Regions from separate parts of the Arachis hypogaea genome. Here region 2 is linked to region 1. A link is a contact called in public Hi-C data. All regions are on one chromosome and are shown on one strand. The core of a region is the stretch at or near the end of the contact, and the rest is flanking DNA. Distances in the headings are between cores, read along the strand shown. Region 1 overlaps LOC112758114 (protein indeterminate-domain 7). Region 2 holds the start of LOC112758117 (sucrose nonfermenting 4-like protein).

Evidence for each region. A called contact is a pair of places that touch in the nucleus more often than the background predicts.
Region 2: a contact with region 1 is called in a Hi-C map of an unstated tissue, with 3 times the contacts expected there. The contact joins the promoter of LOC112758117 here to the enhancer-like site in region 1. A contact is called at or near these places in 3 of 8 Hi-C or Micro-C datasets (leaf and an unstated tissue).

What each region holds. Positions count from the first base shown.
Region 1 is chr16:17,075,491-17,081,047 of arahy.Tifrunner.gnm2.J5K5, forward strand. LOC112758114 (protein indeterminate-domain 7) reads right to left here. Exons shown (of 3, transcript XM_025806699.3): 2 at 4,063-4,459; 3 at 2,389-3,450. The coding sequence ends at 2,553. Among protein-coding and RNA genes, the nearest start is that of LOC112758114, 3.7 kb to the right of the region's middle. Within about 2 kb of position 3,206, at least 1 of the 3 cell types and tissues checked has open chromatin away from gene starts, as enhancers often do.
Region 2 is chr16:17,135,612-17,141,168 of arahy.Tifrunner.gnm2.J5K5, forward strand. It overlaps LOC112758117 (sucrose nonfermenting 4-like protein), which reads left to right and starts at 3,063. Exons shown (of 14, transcript XM_025806703.3): 1 at 3,063-3,338; 2 at 3,532-3,890; 3 at 4,090-4,177; 4 at 4,637-4,816. The coding sequence starts at 3,766.

The sequences.
Region 1 (5,557 bases), core at 1,956-4,455:
CTTTTATCCTTTTTTAATTTATGATTATGTTTATTATTTCATTCAAAGATCCTTCTTTTATCCAAAGTTCCTTTTTATTTGATGGATGATATTGTTTAAGATCTTTATTTTATTTAGATCTATTCTATTTGACTTATTTATGCCAATGTTAGTGTTCTTCTCTTATTTATTATTTATTTTGCCTTACTTTACGGCCTATGAAAACATAAATCAAGATTTATGAGTCTGCATTCTATATATTTTAATGCTATAGGCATTTTGTATGTGTCACACATGTCATAACATAAGTAAATAACAAGCATCTAAAAATCACACCACTCCGACTAACAAAGACTTTTAGAAATAATAATTGAACAACATTGCATCATCACTGTTTTTATTTTAAAACTCGGAGTGGCTGGGGATGGATACGATGACACCATATAGATAAACTACTAAGAAACTTTTGTTTCTCACCCCTCTCTCCGTACCATCTTCAGGAATGATGCTGTACAAAGCAATACACAGCTCAGTTGAGGTGAAAGGACAAGTGCACTATTAGGAGCAAGCTATCGAGGACGTAGATACAAAACATTAAGCGTTTACCTTAAGAAGGAAGAATACGCGATTGTTTTAGCCATAGTTTTACAAATTAAGAGAATTAGAAATTTTTTTGTGTCTTGTTTTATTTTTATTGAGTGATTGCAATTGTAACTATGATGTTTCTTTTTATGATTATTTGGTATGAATAAAGCTTGTCATTGTTGTGCTTTCATAGTTTAGCATGCCCGTTTTTCATGTTAGTATTTTCAGATCTACTCATATTTTTCAACTAGTAACTATTCTAATAAAAACTAGTTATTCAATATTTTTATATATAAATTATTTTATATAAATATTTCATATTTATTTTTAAAATTTTTTTTGCAATGTTTTGAATATCAACTACTAAATATAATCCAAATAAAGCTAAACTCAGTTTAAAAGCATTAGGGTGTTACATGTGCTGTTTTACTGAATTGTTATGATTGGTAAGTCGCTATGCACCTCGAACAAGGGCTGTGGCAGTCTCCCGCTTGTCGAGGTAGCGGTACTGGCGTAGGGGTCGAGGTAGTTTTCCGCCTACGTTGAGATGTGAGGGCTATAGTAGTCTTCCGCTCACATAACCTTTCTGCTGCCAGAGTGAACTCGGGTACTATAACCCGAAAGAGTGTGTCTGACACTATAACTCGCGAGGCGCAAGATAAAGTAAGAGTGAGTATGGCACTATATCCCTGGTTGTGGCAGAAAGGCAACACCATCGGAGGTGTGTCAGATTGGCATTTTGAACCGACAAGTGATATCACGAGCCAAAATAGGATAGACATTTGTCATATGCATCTTCTATCTACTTGTTTGTTTTGATTATTTGGGTTATGCCTATTTGATTAATATGTCTAAATGCTAATTGACTTATCTGTTATACATGAATATTATTTGTGCTTTATTTGTTGGCATTAAATGTGTTTTCTGGCGTTAAAGAGGATCAGGATGCAGTGGTGATGGGATCGCATGGAGGTTAGGTTGGCGAAGGCCGTGGAATACAGCGGTATGATTAGTATTAGTTAAAAATTTCCTAAGTTTAGATAACCCTATTTATGGTTTATGGTTTAAGTTATTTATTTTCGTTAAGGCTTGAATATCTGTTTTTGATGTGAAGTTTTAGAATTGCCTTTGGCATCTCGGAACGTTATATCTTACATATTGGGCATTGTTACCATACTGAGAACCCCCGATTACCATATTGAGAACCTCCGGTTCTCATACCATATGTTGTTGTTATTTTTTAGATGTAGATCGCAACTCATCTCAGTGAGTTTGCGGATGATAACAGAGTGGAGGATCTTTTGTTATCTTTGTATTTTGGTTATTTTGTTGTAATACTCTCTCCCACCCTTTTTATTATAAAATCCAAAATAATAAACTTTATTTAATTACAAGAGTGCAATACTTCTTAGTTTTTACTTAATAAAAAGTATTTAAAAATAATTTGGCTACTTAGATTTTTTCATATTATTTTATGGCGAAGATATTTTTAAAAAGAAAAAGTCTAGGTGGCTAGTAGATTATGTGATTTTTAGTCATCAATTAGTCATCAATTATGTTTTTAATGGTCCGAGATTGCATCTAATGATGTAGAATCATTCAATTTCTTTTTGATGGTTAAGTGCCGACCAGAATTTAATAAAAGTGCTGGCCCTAGCACTCCTCTTTTAAAAAAATTTAAATTATTAACATGCGGTATGTGTTTAGGTTTTGTTGCATTGTGTTACCATTAGTTCTGCAATTATATTCATCAGGACATAAGAACTTTATTAGACGCGCGCATTTTAATCTGTACCAACATCATCTAATGAGGCGGCAATAATATATGTCAACAAAGGGAATGAATTAAGGACTGAAAATAATGTTACAATAATATCGAAGTGTACACAATTGAACTAATTAACCGTGGACAAGTAATTATTCCTAAAATTAAGAAGAAATTATGGCGCAGACATAATACACATACATTATTGATGAACACTAACGTCTTACGCTAAGGGACCAATACCAAAGTATCCATGGGCACCACCATCTCCGGCGCCGCCACCACCACCAGCACCTCCCGCTCCGATTCCCAGAAAGTCGAGAGTCATTACATCCTCACTTCCCTTAGCTCCACCAATATTAATGGTGCTACTACTCCTACCACTCACCGGGGGGATACTGAATCCACTGCTTCTGTTGTTCTGATCAATGATCTTGGCTAAGGCCTTACTTTGATCCAATATAGCATTAAACATTTCCACACCGTTCATTCCAACGCTCCCGTTGAAATTATTGTTATTATTAAACTGAGACGATGAAATATTATCGTGTTGAGGATGAGCATTGTGCATGAAGTGTTCCATGATGATCCCATTATTGGAAGAAGCAAATGACGGGGGTGCCATGCTAGTGTTATTGTTATTATTGCTCACGCTTGTTGCACCCATTTGTGCAGCTTTTTGAAGCAATGCCGTGGCGGACATGTGAGGTAACCCTGCAGCTAAATGGACCCCACCACTCTCATCGAACATGTTTAGCGGAGAATGTGGTGAGTTCAGTTGAAGAGAGGGCAGTGATGAAGGGTTTATTAGGTGGTTGTTGGTGGTTGTGGTGGTGTTGATGAAGGGTTTCTGTTCAGGCATTGACATTGGCACGAGTTCATGAGGGAATGATGGATGCTGCTTGAATTCGGAAGTAGAAATAATGTGTGGGTTACTATTATTACTACTACTGTTATTGCGAGTGATTGGTAATGATGCAACTAGGTTTGGGATTAATGGTTGCAATAAGTTGGAACCTATCTTTGGAAAATGTCCTAGTACTCCTCCTTCATTGTTCACTTTGTTATTCTCATCAGCCAGTGCGTCACAGAAAGCTCTGTGGGTTATGAAGCTATCTCTTCTGCACACACAAATCAAAATAATTAAATAATTTCATATCATGGACTAGTGTTTGGATGTTATTTGATTATAAAACCAAAAAATAAAAAAATAAAAAAATTTTAACATTTCAGTCTGCTTTTGGCATTTTTTTTAAGTAAAAAATGCTTTAAGCAATAAATAAATGAAAAATATTTTTATATTATATTATTATATCTAAAACATAATAGATAAATAAAAATTAAAAAATAATTTTAATTTTTAAAAGAATATTTTTTTAAAGCTTACCCAAATAATAAATTCATAATAAGCATTGATGTGTAAACTATTATTTTTACATATATCTACATTTTTGTATAAGTAGTTGTCTTCGTATGTATTGGTTAAAAATATATTATTTGCATATTAAAAATCAACTATCAAAATATAAATAAATTATATATTTGTTTTTTATATTTATTTTATATTTTAATATATATTTTATAGATAATTAAATTGGTTAGAAGGATTAGTATAATGGAATAATACTTTTATATTTTACCATAAAATGTGACCATAATTCAATAAAAATATAATATAAAGTGCTATTTTAAAATAAATCACACTCCGAAAAGATGAAATTTAATTTAAATACCTGGAAAAGACGGTGCCGCAGTCACATTTGTATTCTTTGGTACCACAGATTTTGGAATGAGCTTTCCAGTCAGATTGAACGGCGTATTTCTTGTTGCATTTGTCACATTTCCACTTCTTGTCGCCGTGCTTTCTGCTGAAGTGCTTCTTGATTCCGGTGAGGTCTCCCAGTGCTCGAGCAGGATTGTGGTGGACACACGACGCTTCGGGACACACGTACACCCTTTTCCGCACTTCGCTGCTGCTTCTCTGTTTCAGCTTCCATGGCAGGTTATGCCCTCTCCGGTGAAGTTGAAGGTTCTGATCCCTTTGGAAACCTTTGTTGCAGATCTCACATATGAACCGGTTTGTAGTCACCAGCGTGTTTGGCGATAGAGCTATCACTTCAGCACTTGGATCTGCATGTGAACAATGCACTTACTTAACCCTGCTTTTGGATAATCTTTATGCATAAATATCTAAAAGTAAAAATTCAGATACACTTAATTTTATATGAAGTAAATAATTAAGAACTATTAAATAATAATTTAGTTAAATATGTAAAATTATTTAATAATTATCAGCTATCAACTTCAAATGAGTTAGTTAACTGAACTTTAAAGTTTTCACCCGAAAACTTTTTAAATATTTTTCAGAAATTTTTTGTTCCACGGGTGTGTATATATATATGATTTTTTATTTTTTAGGATTGATTTTGGTTTACATATAACCTTTTTTTAATTTATTTATAACTCGTGATATATCAACAATTTTGGAAATATATAGATGGGTGGATTTTTTTTAATTTGAAATTTTAATTTTGAAAGTAAAAATAATTGGCATAGCTGATGTTTACAATTTAAATAGAATGAAATAAGATTATTTTTTTAGATTATCTAAAAAAATTTCGAATTGTGATATTGATGATTTTCGTGTGCCTTAAAAATAATTAATTTGTATTTTATAATATTAAAAATTATTAAGAAATTTTAAATAGTAAAAAAAAAAATTTAATATACCACATAAAAATTATTATTTTTCTATTTCAAATTGCTTCAATAATATTAAATATGGAGTATCTTTACAACAGAAGAAAATGACAAGATTTTGAAAATAAAAAATAAGCATATTTTTGTATTGAATACATTTCAAAATAAAAATAAAATTATTGTATATTGTGTCTCTCTTAATTCTTTGTTCACATGAATAAGTAAAAAATTAAAATTAAAATAAATCTAAATATTTATGTGTGTTCATAAAAAATGATGACATGAAGAACATATACACATAAAGAGCCTAAGACAAAAAACTGGGTATTTAATAGTACTTCGTGGAGACAGTTTCTCTTTTTTAAAAAAAAAAAAGAAAAAAATGAAAAAGATGAGGTAGAGCTAGAAGTCAATAAAAGTCAACAGTGAGCAGTAGCAATGATTGTGAATCCCTGCAGGCAATAATTGAGGTCCTTCGACTAGTTACGCCCACCAATAATTCATCAATTTTTAGGAGTATACAAATAA
Region 2 (5,557 bases), core at 1,813-4,312, 60 kb after region 1:
TTTACGAGTGACGTTTACATTCCGTCTTACGACTTAAGAAATTGTAAAACTTTGAATTTTATTAGTTAGAAATTATTAAATTTAAATATTTAAAATTATATATTGAATTTACAAACAAATTTTTTTAAAAAATAAAAAATTTAAGTTTATTGGGGGATTTATCGTCGGTTAAATCCACTAGTAACAAGCTCCAGAATTAAATTTATATATGCCACTAAATTCGCTGATAATTAGCGGCAGACGAAAAAGTTGTCTGTAAATAGTTATTGGCAAGGTTTATACCGTCGAATTTATTTGGCTACTAAATTCGACAATAAACAGATTACTGGTGGATTTTTTATAAATCTACCAATAAATTCAACGGTATCCGATAACTTTCTTTTAGTGCTTAGTTCTTTCTCTTTTTTACACCATCCTCTCATTTGTACCAAGTTCTTGTGTTGCAGCCTCCTCCTGCTTGAAATCTCTACCAAAAATTCTCTCATGCCTTGTTTCGAGTCATGGTTGACGCATTTCATAGCTACTTTTGCATTGTTCTGAAGTGTTCTGACGTATACTCTTCCAAAACTGTTGGAGCCCAGAAGATTCTCCCTTCTTAATTCTACCATTATGTTGCCGAGTTTATAGTAGAAGAATTTGTGGTGCCAGTAGTCGAGTTCCTAATTCTCGATCTCTTTTTCTTGCTCCTCTATCTTCTTTCGCTACTAGAGGTGACAAACTAATGCCGAGATTGCCATGAAAGCAGTGTAGCCGATAATAATTCTGATGATCATGCCGCTAAAGAGAAAGAGGAAGAAAATGTTGGAGGCTGGAAGAGTAGTAAATTAGTTGTGTTTATTTCTTTTATAGAACTTGAATTGTTGAAATTTCATGCGATCTCTCTCTACTCTTTAATTCAATTGGTTTTCAAAGTAAATAACCCAACAAATATCTCAAAAGACAAGTAATTCTCCATGGTTGAATCTTTCTTAATTGCAACTGGATGCATCTAAACTTCTTACTAATGGTCATTAGAACAGGATAATTTTAGAATTTGAACAAGGTAGGATTTTGGGACACAACATAAACAAAGAATTGAGAGAGAAAATACAACGTTTTGTGAATGACTACATAGACTAATTTATCCATTAGCTACAAGGATTTATCTGTCTACTCGCTAAACAGATTTTATTTACATTTATAAAATACTATTTAAGAATAAGTTTAATTAAATCCATTATATTTGAAAAAATATACTCTAATCAAATTTAAATTAGTAGTTTTAATTTTTTTTATTTGTATTGAATTAGATTTAAACCTCTCTAATATCATGAGACACTGTCACTTTAACAAATTCTTATCAAATTATTGCATGTCAGTTTTGACATTTAACTCTATTTTTTTATATGATATACCAACACTTAAAATAATATATTTTTGTTATGAACTTAATTTTGATATATGAAAAAATATGAAAAACCAATCGGGTCATAAACCAACACAAGTCAACTCTCTTCTAATTCAAATTTTTAAAAAAATAAAAAATTAAAAAAAATCACTAAAGTTGGCAATCTAGTTTCACATTCACACATATTCAGAGTACTAAGTAAAAAAATAACTGCTCCAATTCTTATCTCGTATCGTATTGTCACCTTTATGATCTCTTTTCATAGTCACCACTCTCCAAGGACTACTGATCACCTTTCAATGCAACACCTTCCGTTGCGAGGTTGACGTTGCCGATCATCACCGTTTGTTGCCGATTGCCGTGACTACCGAACGCTAAATGCAACACCTTTTATATCGGATGCAGGAGCGTCCACCACACACAACATTTACGCCAACCAGAACGCCGTCCACTGCGGAATCCAGCGGATCCGAGGAACGCATTGCCGTCGAACGTGATCTCAGCATTGACGCATCTCTCTCCATCGATGATCTTCTCAAAGGCCAAACCGACGCTTCTTCTTTTCATCGCGTCTGTCACCACTTCTTCTTCACCCTGCATTTGTCGTTGCCACCTTCTTCTTCTTCATTTTGAATTTTTTTTTTTGTCTTAGGTGTTGGATTTTTTTTATAGTTATATATGTTTCTTTTTCTAATTTTGGATGTTTTTTCTAATACTTTTGGATGTCTCGTTTTGTTAGGTTTTGGTTTTTAAAAATAAATTTTAAAAATAATTTTAGATTTTTAATTTTTTATTAGATTTTGAATATTTTTCATGATAATTTGAATTGACGTTCTCTCCAAATAAATTTTAAATAATTTTTGGATATCTCTTTTTTAAATGAATTTTGGAATTTTAAAAATAAATTTGAATATTTAAAATATATTTTGGACTTTATAAAATAATTTGGATGTTTGTTATTATTGGGATAGATGTTTTATTTTTTAGATTTTGGATGTTTTCTTTATAATAGTTTGAATTCATGTTTTTACCAAAAAAAAAAAAAAATTAACTGCTAGTTGGCTCTAATTGGTACCCGCTATTTGGTTTCCTAACGGAGTCGTTGATATATTGACCATGTAATATATTTTACGGTGAAAACTCACATGTAGTTATTTTCATGTGACATTAAAAGCTAAGAGTCATGAGATAATTTGATAGGTTTGATTAAATTGTTATCTAATGACTCTCAATTATTAACTTCACACGAAAACAATTGCATGTTTTACATAATCGTACAATCACAATAATTTTTTTATGGCTATTCGTGTATTTAATATAAAAAAGAGTTATTTTTACTAATGTGATATTACATAATTAAATACACGTGTAAAACTATTTTACACTAAAAAAATATAAAAATTAATATTTTTTTATATTTATATGATTTTAATAATTTTTTAACATATGTACTAAAGTTTTAAAAAATAGTTATTGATAGTTGAACAAAGTAGCTTTAACCCTATTAAGATTCCATGTCTACCTGCCTATGGTTCTTAATTACCATGACAAAGCATAATTACTGCCCCAATGTATTAATTTTTGGCCTTTGTTTTGTGTCTGCTGCCAAAGGCCCTGCCTGCCACCTTAATTAACTACACTTAATTAACTAACTAACTAATTAATTATTATTAGTAGCTTTATTAATTAATTAATGCATTCTCTCGTTTTCCTCTCTCTCTCTCTCTCACCTACGCTGCTTCATCCATTTTTCCAGTCTCATTCTCTCTCTCTCTCTCTCTCTCTCAACCCACAATTCCAATTCCCTCCCTCAAATGCCAATTTCTCAATCCCTTTGATTTTCTATTCTCTTTTTTCTCTACACTGCTTTTGACCTAAATCCCCTTCTTTACTAACATCCTAGATTGCTTTCGGACCCAATTTCAGGACCTCCGCTGCTTCGAATCTCGTGGTAAAATTTCACTTTTTTTTTTGGAATAAAAAATCTATTATCTGGGATGGGCTAATCCAAATTGTGCACAACTTCTGAAAACTGTGCCCATTGAATGGTGGAACTTTGGATAACTTAAAATTTATTATTATTATTATTATTATTATTATTATTATTATTATTATTATGTTGACGTAATTCGTTGATTTTTCAGGTGCTTAATTATCATCGATCACGGAGTTTTGATTTACAGCCCTCTGGGTTTAGTGGGTCTGAAGGGGTGGTGGTGGTGATTGTGAAGGTACACTACACTGCATGTTTGAGAATTAAGGGGAGGGTTCCTCTGCTCTGCTGTGGAGGATACCCGTGGCAGAGAAGTGATTTTGATATAGCTTTTTGTGGCTTTGGAGAGTGCTTTTGAATTGTGGGGTGTCGAATTTCAGAGGAAATGTTTGCTCCAGTAGCTGAAACAGGATTTGAGGGTAGTGGAGTGTCAGGACCCATTTTGATTCCAAAGCGGTTTGTTTGGCCTTATGGGGGAAAAAGGGTATATCTAAGTGGTTCTTTCACGAGGTAGGTACATGTATTATCAAATTCTTTATTGCTACTAGACTAGTTCTTTGTTATTCAACATGCTACATGGTAGATGTGAGAATGTGCTTGTGTTTGTATTCTAAGGGTTCTCTCTTTTTTTTCTAATTCCTTTAATTTTTTCCAGTTTCTTATTTATGTGGGAGAATTAATTTACTAAGGTTGAATTGTTTATTCGCAGATGGTCAGAACATATACTAATGTCTCCTATGGAGGGATGCCCTTCAGTCTTTCAAGTTACTTGCCCTTTAATGCCTGGATATCATCAGGTTATTTGTCCCCTTTGAATATCGAAAGCTTGAGGAAATAATTTTAATATGCTGAAACATTTACTAATGAAAATTAGGTTATTTGAACCTCATTATCCTTGAAGATCAGAGTAGGTGAATGAGATCATTCAGTTTTGTTTACTCAAGTTGTGAGGACGACAAAAAAAAAAGAAGGAGGAATGTGCCTGTCATTGTCAGTGAATTGTTGTTAAACCTTTTGGGATTAAGCTTAACTTAGAACAGGCTGAAACAGACAAGGTTTCTTTATGAGTTTTGTTAATCACTTTATGACTGTATGTATGGGTAAAAGTTGACAGAGGCTTCAAATAAGGCACATGAGTTGTCTTTCCCCAATGGGGAAATATAGTGAAATATATCTAATATCTAATTCTTAACATAATATGGAATGTATATCTGATTCAAGCTGACACGGCTAATATTCTTTCCAACAATGTGCAGTACAAATTTAATGTCGATGGTGAGTGGCGCCACGATGAGCAGCAACCAGTTGTAAGTGGGAACTATGGAGTAGTTAATACTATTTATTTAGGGCGAGAACCAGATATGCACACCATTTTGAGTTCTGAAACACCTGGTAGATCTCACATGGAGGTTGATAGTGTTATCTTTGGGCATGTGGTAAGTCCTCACTTCTTACTTTTGTCCTGTTTTGGCATTGTAATTTAATTATTGGATAGTATTCTAAGTTTCTAACTAACATAGGAGTGTGAGTCCAACGTTAGCCATATTAAGGAACTGTGTTTAAGTAGAGTCTCTCCCCTTTTAACAGCCTGGCTTGTGAGAGTGACTATCTGATTGGTCTTTAAAGTTAGTCTGATCATCACTGGTTTTCAAGAGTTGCTTTCCTTCTAGAAAAATAAATGCATGTTTTGTGTCCCTGTTAGTGTCAGCTTGAAACCTACTTGTAAGTTAAAATGAATTTTGAAGAAGTTATGTCTAATTCTGACGGAAGAGGGGGGGAATATGGGAAAGACAGCTATAATTTAAATCTATAGATTGGAGATAATTATCACAAATTGCTCTTCTGAGGAGCTACCTGCCTGTCCCCTTCCAAACTAGTATAAGAAAAATTGAGCTGGAAACATCTGGAAATATATAATAATCATGAACGAACTCCCAAATGAATATCCATGATTGTAAACCCCTGTTGCTAAGGCCATATTTTATCCTATGGTGAAGTTTATCAGCTAGTTAGAACAAATACAGATGGTCTGTTACTCTAAAGTGACTTCTTTTCTTTATAACATGGTGGCATTGGGAAAGAAATCCATCAAAAGAGGCAAATATAATTCTTGCTGAATTCTTAGATCATATTATGTTTCTTATATCTTCTTTTTGGCTCGGAAGTGAAACATCTTC